Linked DNA regions of Mus musculus: region 2 is linked to region 1. Evidence: chromatin contacts called from public Hi-C data. All regions are on one chromosome and are shown on one strand. Each heading gives the region's core, a stretch centred on a gene start, on an enhancer-like site or on the middle of the called end of the contact. The rest is flanking DNA. Distances are from core to core; before and after follow the strand shown. Region 1 overlaps Gm35908 (a long non-coding RNA gene). Region 2 overlaps Gata4 (GATA binding protein 4).

Region 1 (5,571 bases), core at 1,495-3,994:
CTCATGGCAATGACAAAATAACCCACAGAAGCAACTCAAGGCTCATGGCTTTGGGGACTGAGGTCCATGGGGGATGGTTTAAGAGGGCGGAGCCTGCGGCTGAGCTACTCAAGTCGAGCTGAACCAGAAAGCAGAAACTATACATGCTGCAAATGAGACTAGACAGCCCTGTGTCCAGAAGTTTCCACAGCCTTGGAGAACAGGGCTGTCAGGTAGAGCCCATTTTCAAATCCATGAGCCTGTGGAGGAGATTTTCTATTTAACCTGGAACAGCGATGGGGTGGTTCTAGAACATCTGGAACCCGAGAGAGTGTAGTGTGGAGGAGGGGGCAGGGGAGGGGGTGAGGAAAGAGGGGTAAGGCTGCTGTGGCTCAGGGTTCCAGGAATTCCATCATACTGCCTGTCCTGTGGGAGCATCAGTTCCCAAAAGGTCCAACTGAGGCTGGAGATCTACTTCCAAGGTGGCTCGCTGCATGGCTGGCAAGCTGGTGCTGGCTGCTGGTGAGGGGTCCTCAGCTTCTCCCCATCGGGATTGCTGGAGTGCTCCCCACCACACGGTGGCTGACTTCCCCACAGTGAAAGCAGGACAGTCTTTATGACCTTGTCTGAGAAATCAGACCATCATTTCTGAGACCAGTTTTGCAGACAGCTGCTTGCGACAGAGGCGTGACATCAGGAGGCAGGGTCATTGAAGACAATCCTGGGTGTGATGCAGTGCTCCCGTGCTCCCCAGCAATGTGCAATGGCAGTGTTGGTTGAGAAAAAGAAAAGCACTCAACACAGAGAGATAGCTGTTTCATAGCAGAAAGCAACAACGTAGCTCTTAGGCTTTCCTGATGAAAGTCCTCCCCCCCTCCCCCACTTCTTCTATTCTGTGGTTTTGGGGATCAAACTAAAGGCCTCACAACGACAGGCAGCCTCCGCCACCGAGCAACACACCCTCAACCTCCCTGATCTCTTTCTGTTTTTGCTTTGTTGTTTGATTCTTTGGGACAAGATCAAACGTAGCCCAGGTGGGCCTTGAACTTGCTGTGTAGCCAAGGGTGGCCCTGATCTCCTGATCTTCTTGCTTTTGTCTCTCTACCACTGAGATTAGGAGCATGGGTCTCCACACCCAAACTCCTTGAGTTTGTAATAAAAGTTGCACTAGAGCAGGGCGTGGTGGCGCATGCCTTTAATCCTAGCACTCGGGAGGTAGAGGCAGGCGGATTTCTGAGTTTGAGGCCAGCCTGGTCTACAAAGTGAGTGCCAGGACAGCCAGGGCTACACAGAGAAACCCTGTCTCGAAAAACCAAAAAAAAAAAAAAAGTTGCACTAGGGGATTTTCGTCATCAATAGTGTGAACATTGGAAAGGATTAGTGTAAACACAGATGATTTTGGTTTGTTTGGGGCGGGGTGTCTTAGGAAAAGAAAAATTTTAAAATAAAAATAATTTTTGAGAAAACATGTTTAATGTGATTTAAACACTGTGGAATGTGTATACATATCAAAATATCACACATTATTTCCTTAACATGCACAATTGTATGCCTTTATGTACCAGTTAATAATTTTAACTAGGGCTGCGGAGATAGTTCAGTAGGTGAAGTGAGGATGTTGCATAGACATGAAGATTTGAGTTTGATCCCCAGGACTCAAGTGGAAAAGCTGAGTGTGATGGTGGTGATTGTAACCCCAGTCCGGGAAGGTGGAGATAAGATTCCCTGGGTGTCCCTGGCCAGCTACCTACCCACCCACTCGACCAAACTCCATCTCTCTCTCTCTCTCAGAGATACCAATTTTTAAATATATTTTATGCTGCTCTGTGAATGCAGTTCCCAAGGAGGCCAGAAGGGGGCATCAGATACCCCTGGCGTTGGAGTTGCAGATGGCTGAGAGCCATCTGACTGGGGCTTGACAACTCTTCAGTGCTGGGCAAGGGACCTAACTCCAGCCCTTAGGCAGGGTGTGGTGGTGCACACCTCTAATCTCAGAGCTCGGGAGGCGGAAGCAGTCTCTGAGTTTGAGGCCAGCCTGGGTGTACATAGTGAGTTCCAAGGCTACACAGAGAGACCCTGTGTAACCTTGTTTCTCACCTTTTTGAAACCTATGGTCTATTATTGTCATTCATTGTCACCCTACTATGACACAGTTATCAGGCACGGGGTTCTGAGAAGTTGGAGAACAGCTATGCTCAATCAAGGCCTTGTCCTCAGCCCTTCCTAACAGGCTCTATTTTATTGTTGTTGTTGTTGTTATTTGTTTGTTTGTTTGTTTCAAGACTGGGTTTCTCTGTGTAGCTCTGGCTGTTCTGGAACTTGCCCTATGGCCTAGGATAGACTTGAACTCATGAAGATCAGACTGCCTCTGCCTTCCTAGTGCTGGGATTTTAAGGTGTGTTCCACTCCCACCTCCACCTCCACCCCCATCCTGCCCCAGGCCCTACTCCGAGTTTTGACCTGTAGGTTTCCCAGCTGTGGGTCACTTTTCGCGTCTTCCTTTTCCTTTACCGGAGGTCTGTTGGGGGCAGCTAGAGTTCAGCAGCTCTCTGTAGACTCCCTTCCCCTGTATTGTTTGTTCTCTGCACACATATGCCCTTTCCTAACCAAACAGCGCGGAGTCAAAGAAAGCTGAATAGGTCTCATAACCCCGTTTCCTGGTCACAAGACAGACAGTCGTCATCCCTGCCTTGTCTGCCTCCTGGTGTCTCGCAGGACCTCTCTATGTCCGTATTTGTTTCCAGCCGGGGTCCGGATGTAGGCTGAGCTTTTTACATTGCCCCTTAGACAGTCTCCAAGTCACACCTCCAGTCTTGCAAAAGGCTTATTGGCTACAGAGCCCGCTTTTCATGCTCACAGCGCCACCAAGTGGCTTACCTGGTGGAAGAACAGTCAATTATCTGGAGCGAATAGGATCCATCCAGGAGGAGCAGTCTCCTCACAGGGATGCCAGTGTTCCTGCTAGAACACGCCAATACAGACCTCCCTGACTTTTTCCGCTGTGACTTTGGTGTTTCTCCTTTCCTGTCTCTGAAGGAATGGGGTCTGTAGATAGGGAACTTAAGAAACTCTCTCATACCATAGTCTAATGACCCTAAGTTTGTATGGACCTGCAGCACATTCCCGCGGCACAGGTGCCTGGTTTCCATATCTCACCCCACCCCCACCTGCCCATCACCTGAGCTCGGTGCTACCTGCTCCTCCACCCGCGATTGTGCCTGCTGCATCTGCACTTTCCTGACACCTCTGCCTTCATCTCCTCCCGCGACTCCACCTCATTCTTCTTCATCAGCCCCTCCTTGCTGTCTGCACTCCACACCCCCTGCCCACACACCAATTCCGGAAACTATACCTCTCCAAACTCCAGGTGTCTGGACTCCTGGGTCCTCTAGGCCCAGACTGACCCACGGCCAGACGACTTTGGGCTAGATTCCATGTGCTTATCCTGACCATCTTGCCATCTGTGGAAAGAGATAGGGTGGGAGTCCATGTTGAAAGCAAAGCCTCCTCACTCAGGGCCTGCTTTGAAGCCCCGCCCCTGCTGAGCTTGTAGATTAGGGACCCAAAGCCTCTCCTGCCTTTTGACTCCAAGGCCAAGTTTCATCTTTCCATCTTAACCCAAACTATCCTGCATCTACGGAGGAGGACTCTCCTGTCCCCCAAATACTTCCATGTTCCTCATCTTCACAATGCAGAACACATACGCCTTTGACCCAGAAACATTTCATCAGCTACTCATCCTGAAACCCACATGCACTTCTGAAGGATGAGTGATAGACCCTTTCTCTCCCTCTGCGACAGATTAGAACAGATTAAAAATAGATAAAGGCAGGTTTATTAGGAGTCAGCTCTCCTGTGGGCTCACTGATCCCACAGGCGGAGGTCAGTGAAGCCACACACCTGGCCTAAAGCAAGAGGATTTCATAGAGTTTACTCGAGGAGTGATGGCGTGCCAGCGAGGCACTTTCCTGACACCTCTGCCTTCATCTCCACCAGCGAGGCACACCATGGACAAAAACAGCCCCTGGGCGGCCACTTTTAGGTGGGTGGTCAGAAAGGAGGAGAGATGGCTTCTAAGCCTGAGTTGTTTCCCTTGCAGGCTTTCCTTGGGTGAAGAAGAGCAAACAGGGTGTCTTAGTTTGTACAGGAGATAAGCAAGGGTTCCGACCAAACAGTGGGGATGAGATCTGCTCATCACCTCCACAACTCCTAACTGTAAAGGTGATGTGGATCTACTTCCATACAAAAGAGCTTGCAGGAAAAGTAAGAATCGGTTGCTAACTCCACAAGGGAAGAACTCCGGGCTTAGAAGCAATCGCTCCTCGTTCCTGACAACCCACCCAAAAGTGCCTGTCCAGGAGACTACTCAATTTTCAATGGATACATACGTCTAGAATAAAGACTCCTTCCTATGAAATACACACACACCTACACAAACATAACCACATACACACACACACACATACACACACACACACACACACACACACACACACAGAGAGAGAGAGAGAGAGAGAGAGAGAGAGAGAGAGAGAGAAGAGAGAGAAAGAGAGACCTACACAGACATAACCACAGACATACACATACACACACACACAGACACACACACACACACACACATGAAAAAGGGAGATAAGAGTTAGTTGCTCTAGATGTCAAGGATCCTATATGTTGATTATCTTTGAAGACAGTTGTTTTCTACCTCTAATCACTGAGCTTCTAGAAGCACGAGTCCTTATGTGTTCTTCAAGTCTAGCCCACATTACTCTTCCCTGCAGGACTCTGGCTCTCACAGGCTGAAGGGACTGCCCATGCTTTTTTGCTGAGAAAACACTTTAAAAAAAATTCTTTGACAATTTCATACATGCATGCAATTTATTTAGATCATTCTCACCTCTGACTCCATGTTCATATCCCACATATCCCCTCCAATCCCCCCCCCCCCCCCCCCCCGTCAATCCAGCAAGCACTGCCTGCTGGAGTGTTGCCCTGACCTGGTACAGGTGACCATAGCTACAGTAACTTTGAGAGTGTGATGTTCACACCCGGAAGACAGAATTCCACAGACTTCATTCCAGCCCTTCAGCTCCGACATTCCCTCTGCCTCCTCTCTCACAGTGTTCCCGGAGGGAGCTGGGGTGGACTGACACAGAGGCTGAGTACTCAGGTCACTTCTCTGTATGTCGATCAGTTGTGAGTCCCTGCATTGATGCCCACTGCAGAAAATGGGCCATCTGGCCCAGGGTGAGGGCAGCACTAACCTCAGAGGATAAAGGTAACTATTCAGTGGGCAGTTGGACAACATTTCGTTGTAGTAGAAGCAATTTAAGCTTATCCCCATCTAGCTTACAAATGAATGAGACTCAGACTGTGGTTGTTTTGTTTGGCTTTGGCAATTACTGGGATCACCCCTAATCTACTCTTCTAACTGCTGGCCTGGCTGCCTCCCCAGCAGTGTACCCCAGACACTTGCTGTTTCTCCTGGCCACGTGCTCACAGTCCATCTCCCCTCATGGAGGCGTCTTCTCTCTCCTCCTTCTCCTCCTGGTCTCTCTCTTCTTCACTCCCAATCAGGTAACTTAAAACCTACCT
Region 2 (5,571 bases), core at 1,386-3,885, 130 kb before region 1:
CCTTTGAGACAGAGTCTCTTGTATGGTAGGATGTTTCAATTGAGATATAGCTTCTGGAAGCTGTCTCCACCTCCCGAGTGCTGGGATTACAGGTGTGCACCATCACGACTGGCTCCTTCCATCTATTTTGAGACGTGACTATCCAAGGAATTATTAAATGGGGGCAGGGTGGAGTAGACATCTCCCATCCTTCGCATGCTAAGAAGACTTATTGAGTTGCTTGCCCATTTAATTACTTTAAATCATGTTTGAGGAAGGAAATCTTAATATTTCTAATATAACTTATTTTTCTTAACACTACTCCAATTTTTATTTCTTGACTGAAATTTCTTTTTCTTCCTCCTGATCACTGAGCAGTTAGGTCATTTTCAGTATTTTGCCATGAAGATATTTAAAATAAATATTTTTCCTTTGGAGAATTTTCCAGGGAATTATTGGAGTCGTGGTTATGCGACGTGGTGCTCTTTCCCACAGGTACACATCCATGTTAGTTACATGTGCATGCACAGTTTTGTACACATGTGTACAGGTGTGTTCTTGCTAACCTCTCGTGCTGCGGAGATAACTCTCTTAGACCAGTATCACTGTGACTAGGGACAGAGTCCAGTCAAATCTGTATCACCCTCCTGGGTGCCCCAGGAGACACTTGGAGAAGGTTCAGATCTTTGTGGAGCCCCATGGGTCAGTGTAGATTGAGTTCATGTTGTGTGCAGAGCGCTACAGATGGAATGACCCAGAGGGCAGCAGTGTGGTGTGGGGGAGGGCAGGGTTAGGTCACTGGCCTTCCTGGGAGTGGCACTCTCAGGTCATGTGTCTTCTTCTCTAGACCTTGATTTCCTCTGAAGGTTCATGAAGATGCTCGTCCTTCACTGCTTGCTTTTAGGTCCACCTTTGCTGTAGTAGTCTCCAGGCGCCCCACCACCCGTGAGCCCACATGTGGGAAGGAGGGAGGAGCTGCAGAGCTGTCAGACAGCCAGGTGGAGGGAAGAGAGGGCACCATGGGGCAGAATCCAGCAAGGCTTTTGCTTGTTCATTCATCAGGACTCTATGGGTGCAGCCAAGCTAATGGCTGCTAACCTAAAGCCTGGAGAGCTCTGGCGTGTCACCACAGGAGACACGGTGATGGCGGGATTTACTGAACCATATTCTGAGCATCCATTGAACACCTTATCTGGGAGGGTCTGGCTGGGACAAAGGAAGTTGTGGGGTTTGTTACCATGGTACTTGCAAAGGCCCAAGCTGCAGAGCACAGTTGTCTAGGACAGAATCGTTGCTGAGGCACAAGTATTCTTCCGGGGCTTTATGGTGGATCCTGCACTCTGCATGGAAGCCTGTTCTCATCATATTCTGGAAGGTCTGCTCACAACAGTGATAGAGGCTGGGAAGCATTCTTCTAGTGGCTACACTTCAGGGCAATGACACGTAGTTGCCCCTAAAGCTTTGGAGACCAGACATGCTGGGAAGACAGCATGTTTGGGTCCTGGACTCTTCTTGGCTCTGTTGCTAACACATTCTGTTGAGAATAAGCTTCACATAACAGCCAGAAAGGGTTGGGTCAGGGCCAAAAGTCACAAGATCAGTAGTTAGCAAATGATGCCTGTTTTTCAAGCCATTTCTACAAACCATCCCTCAGTTGCTCCTTACCCTGGGCTGACCTCTAACACTGACTCAACAGTGACAGGCCAGGTAGGAGCAGGAGTAGTAGGTAGTTGAGACTGTGGGACTTTCTGAGGGAAGAACTTCTGGTTCTCAGAGGAAATAGAGTGGCAGGACCATGCCTACTTATAGTATGTGAGGCCTCTGAGTATTAGCTCTTGACAAAAAGCCGAAGATACTCTCTTTAGTCATCTGTTCTTCAACTTTCCTGTCTAATTCCCCCTCTCCCCTTCCCTCTTTTCTTTCCTTCCTGTCTTAATTAGGATTTCCATTGCTATGATGAGACACCATGATCAAGGCAACTCTTATAAAGGACAACATTTCATAGGGGCTGACTTACACATTCAGAGGATCAGTCTGTTAACATCATGGCAGGAAGCATGGTAGTGTCCAGGCCCACACAGTGCTAGAGGAGAAGCAAAGGGTTCTACATCTTGATCTGAAGGCCACAAGGAGGAGACTGGCATCCTTAGGCAGCTAGGAAGAAGCTCCCTAAGCCCACCCCCACAGCGGCACACTTCCTCCAACAAGGCCACACCTCCTAATGGCGCCCCTCACTGGGCCAAGCGTATACAAACCACCACATGTCCTCTTCACTGGGATGATGTTTTATCTCTCCCTCCCTTCTTCCCTCCTTTCCATCTAGAACATCCTTGCCCATATATGCTGTTTCAGAACCTGAGTCACGTTTTAGAGTCCCTATAGGCCTGAGGCTTGTCCCACATGGACACTGGCATTAAAGCGTCCCTGCACAGAAGTAGAGGTTAAGGAGGCCTTCACAGGGTATATGCCCAAGGCCTAGCTGTGTAACTACTTATGATCCACACTCTCTGAGTTTCTAAAATAGGTGCTTTAATCCCATTTGAGCACCATAGGAGCAGTGGCCCTCCTGGCCAGCCAGCCTCCTGTCACAGGCTTCTGCTGCCGCCTGAGAAAGCCCAGAGGGCTAAAGCTTGCTCAGCTGTTGCCAGAAAAACCCTGGGGTTTGTTTGTTTCCTATTCCCCAGATCCAGGCGCCAGCCACAGGGATAGACTGAGTGTGGCCTGTCAGGAAATCCAATGTACTAAACTTTGACTGTGTGTGAGACTGGAGTTCAGCATGGGATGTTTGGGTGGGGCTGTGGAATTCCCACTCCTGAAGCCCCCCCAAGCCCAGGGAAAAGTCCCTTGCATTCAGTTCAGGCTGTGTCTACCCTGTTCCCCTCCCACACAAAGATTCTCCTTTTTGGATTCTCTTCTCCTTCTGGCTCTTTTCCTGATAGCTAGCTACCTTGGGCATGGACATGATCACTGCATGGTGTGTCACCCCTCTTTGAATACATGGCACAGTGATGTAGGACAACAGAAGTGGAGAGAGGGTACTGAAGGCCAGATTCATGGCAGTCTGCCATATTTAATAGAATTATTTGCTTTGAGCTGTGTGTTCTCAGCTGGGTCAATGCACCTTTGGAAAGAGATTTTGCTCCAATTTTTCTCCCAAGCCTGTGTGTTCAGCACTTGCCCGGGGGGTGGGGGTGGGGGGCAGTCAGTATATAGCAGACAGAAGGTGAAGGTTTGAGCTGCAGACGTCCAGAAGAGATCACATCAAGTAGACACCCGAGCATGGAGCTAATGTCCCTCCAGCATGGGCTTTGTCTCTGACTCTGTTCTCCACCAACAGATGAAAGATGGAAGGACTCACCCACAGCAGGTTAGGGCCTGTGTGACCCTCAAAGTGCAAATTGGCAATGCGGCATCAGCTACTTGGGATTGTTTCTCAAAGGTCAAGAGACAAACCCTACTCTTCACGGTGCCCAGAAGGGTGCTGCTGGCATGACCTGGTTTTCTTCTCTTCCTCTCTCCTTTTCTCCTCCTCCTGTCCTTCTTCCGGTCCACATTTGCTTCCTGTGATTTGCCGAGCCTTATGGGTGAGTTCCACAGGATGAATAGACAGGTAGGGGTAGGTTGAGTCCCTACCTTTAATTGTATTAGCTTCAAGAAGTCAGGGCCCCATTTTCCTTCCAGGCATGTGGGTGGCTGTAACTTGCCATAGTTTCTAGGAATATCCATCCTGTGGCAATGTATTCCCATTTGAAAGAAACATGTTTAAAGTAGGGCATAGGGTGTTAAGGAGGAGTTAGGTGCCTGTCTCTGAGATTAGGAAAGAATTTCCCATTTCCTACAAACAGCAACTTTGAGAATTCCTACATATATACTGTTAACTTTTGCTTCCAATGTTCATAGCCTGCAGCTTCAAAGGAGTTAGGATATCTATGACTCTAAGTCTGGCCTCATCTATGCCTAGAGAAAGCATCAGATTTCTAAGTCTTCTCTTTCGTGTGTGTCCTCAACTTCTCCCTAGTTCCTCTGTCCCTTGCCTTCCCTGCCCCCTGCCCCTCTGCCCCAACCTCAGGATAATCCATCATCGGTATCCCACTGGGTGTTTACAGAGCACTCCACAGCCATTGTTGGACATTTTCTCTCTTGTTTGCAAAATGCTTTGCAGCTATTATTACAAGACTATCCTCTCAGAGTCTATCTCATCTCAGAGGGAGATGCTGACCCACTCTCTAGGGTCAATTCCCACTGCCCCGCCCCCCAGTGGGAGGACCAAACCTGTACTGGGGAGGGGTGGGAGTGTTAGGCAGGCTGTCACAGGCTGGAGCCACGGCTGAGCCCTCAACTTGCCCTCTGGGAAGGTACACCCTGCACTTTATGGGGTAAAGAGTAAGAAGTACTGACTTGTGGATCGTAGCTGGGGCACCCATTCTCCCCCAGAGTAAGTACTAAGTAGCAGAGATGGGCTGCATTCTTCCAGTTCCTCAGCTCAGAGGGAAGGGGGATTTATTTCTGTGTCCTACATAAGAGCATAAAAAGCTCCCCCAACCCAGGTGGTGCTTGCTTGGGAATCATATTTCTTCTCTTTCAAAATGAGAATTTTAAAAAGAAGTTATGATGTCATAGAGCAGCGCTTTCCTGAAAAGAGAAGCCCCCACAATTAGTCCCAGCAAAGCTGCTTTCTGGCCGCCTCTGTTGCCACCATGCTGCAGGGCACCTTGCATGTTCTGTTTCTCATTTTGCAAGTCAGAGTCAGCATCTTGCACCTCCATTACATCGCCTTTGTATTAATCACTTGAGGTTTCCCTATAGGGGCTGGAGAGACATCACAGTGAGTAAGAGCACTTTGTTGCTCTTGCAGAGTAACAGGGTTCGGTTCCCAGAATCCACACGGTAGCTCCCAACCATCAGTAACTCTAGTTCCAGGGGGTTTGATGCCTTTTCATCTTTGCAGGTACTAGGCACACACATGGTACATATACATTCATGTAGGCAAAGTGCTTATACACACAAAACAAGTCTTTTTTAAAAAATAAAATACCCATGTAACATTTCACCGAAGTGGTTGGGTAGTAAGATTTTGTGGTGGACTCCATACACAGGCATGCCTGGCTAGACGTCTTGAGGAAACATGGTCTTTGCTTCCTGCCCTGCCCCCTCCTTTGGCTGCTGAGTGGCACTAACAGGTCTATCTGGGTGGGACTTCCACAATTCCTATCCTAGGCCAACGGTATCTGCCACGAAGTCCACAGCCAGTTGACAGTTCTGAAAATGGAATGAGTCATCTTGTCGCTCACTATTGATTCTCAGGGCCAGTCTGTTAACCCCGACCACTAGCATTCTGAGACCTAGGCACCCTCTTAGCTCCTGTGGCATCTGTCAGCTTGTTTAAATCACAGATGTTTGCTAAATGTGTCTGGGTGATGAATGCATATTCATCAATGTCCAATGACTTCACCTGGGTAGGAAAACCACTGTTAGAAGGCACTGCCTGGTCTTTGAGGTGCACTCGCAGGGGGTTCCTCAAGTCAGCCTTTGTGTTGAGTTCTCAGAGCAGGGATGGATGAGTAGGCACCAGAGAGGACACATCTATGGACT

The links. Hi-C and Micro-C count contacts between places; a contact is called where the count stands out from the background.
Region 2: a Hi-C map of the N1E-115 cell line shows a contact between it and region 1, with 8 times the contacts expected there. The contact joins two enhancer-like sites. A contact is called at or near these places in 3 of 15 datasets of contacts at CTCF or cohesin (CD8 T cells, the G1E-ER4 cell line and the NIH/3T3 cell line), 47 of 484 Hi-C or Micro-C datasets (the BV-2 cell line, DN2 thymocytes, the F1.1 cell line and 30 more), 10 of 115 datasets of contacts at active chromatin or transcription factors (bone marrow-derived dendritic cells, embryonic stem cells, extraembryonic endoderm stem cells and 5 more) and 5 of 9 other capture datasets (adipose tissue, embryonic tail, embryonic trunk and 2 more).

Annotation. Positions count from the first base shown.
Region 1 is chr14:63,073,629-63,079,199 of GRCm38.p6, reverse strand. It overlaps Gm35908 (a long non-coding RNA gene), which reads right to left. Exons shown (of 4, transcript XR_874690.2): 3 at 3,332-3,440; 4 at 1,825-2,856. Among named protein-coding and RNA genes, the nearest start is that of Gm35908, 5.6 kb to the right of the region's middle. Within about 2 kb of position 2,744, at least 53 of the 459 cell types and tissues checked have an H3K27ac peak or open chromatin away from gene starts, as enhancers often do. A contact at or near this core is called in the N1E-115 cell line and liver, where this site is marked.
Region 2 is chr14:63,207,540-63,213,110 of GRCm38.p6, reverse strand. The region is part of intron 2 of Gata4 (GATA binding protein 4); the gene reads left to right. Among named protein-coding and RNA genes, the nearest start is that of Neil2, 17 kb to the right of the region's middle. Within about 2 kb of position 2,635, at least 8 of the 459 cell types and tissues checked have an H3K27ac peak or open chromatin away from gene starts, as enhancers often do. A contact at or near this core is called in the N1E-115 cell line and liver, where this site is marked.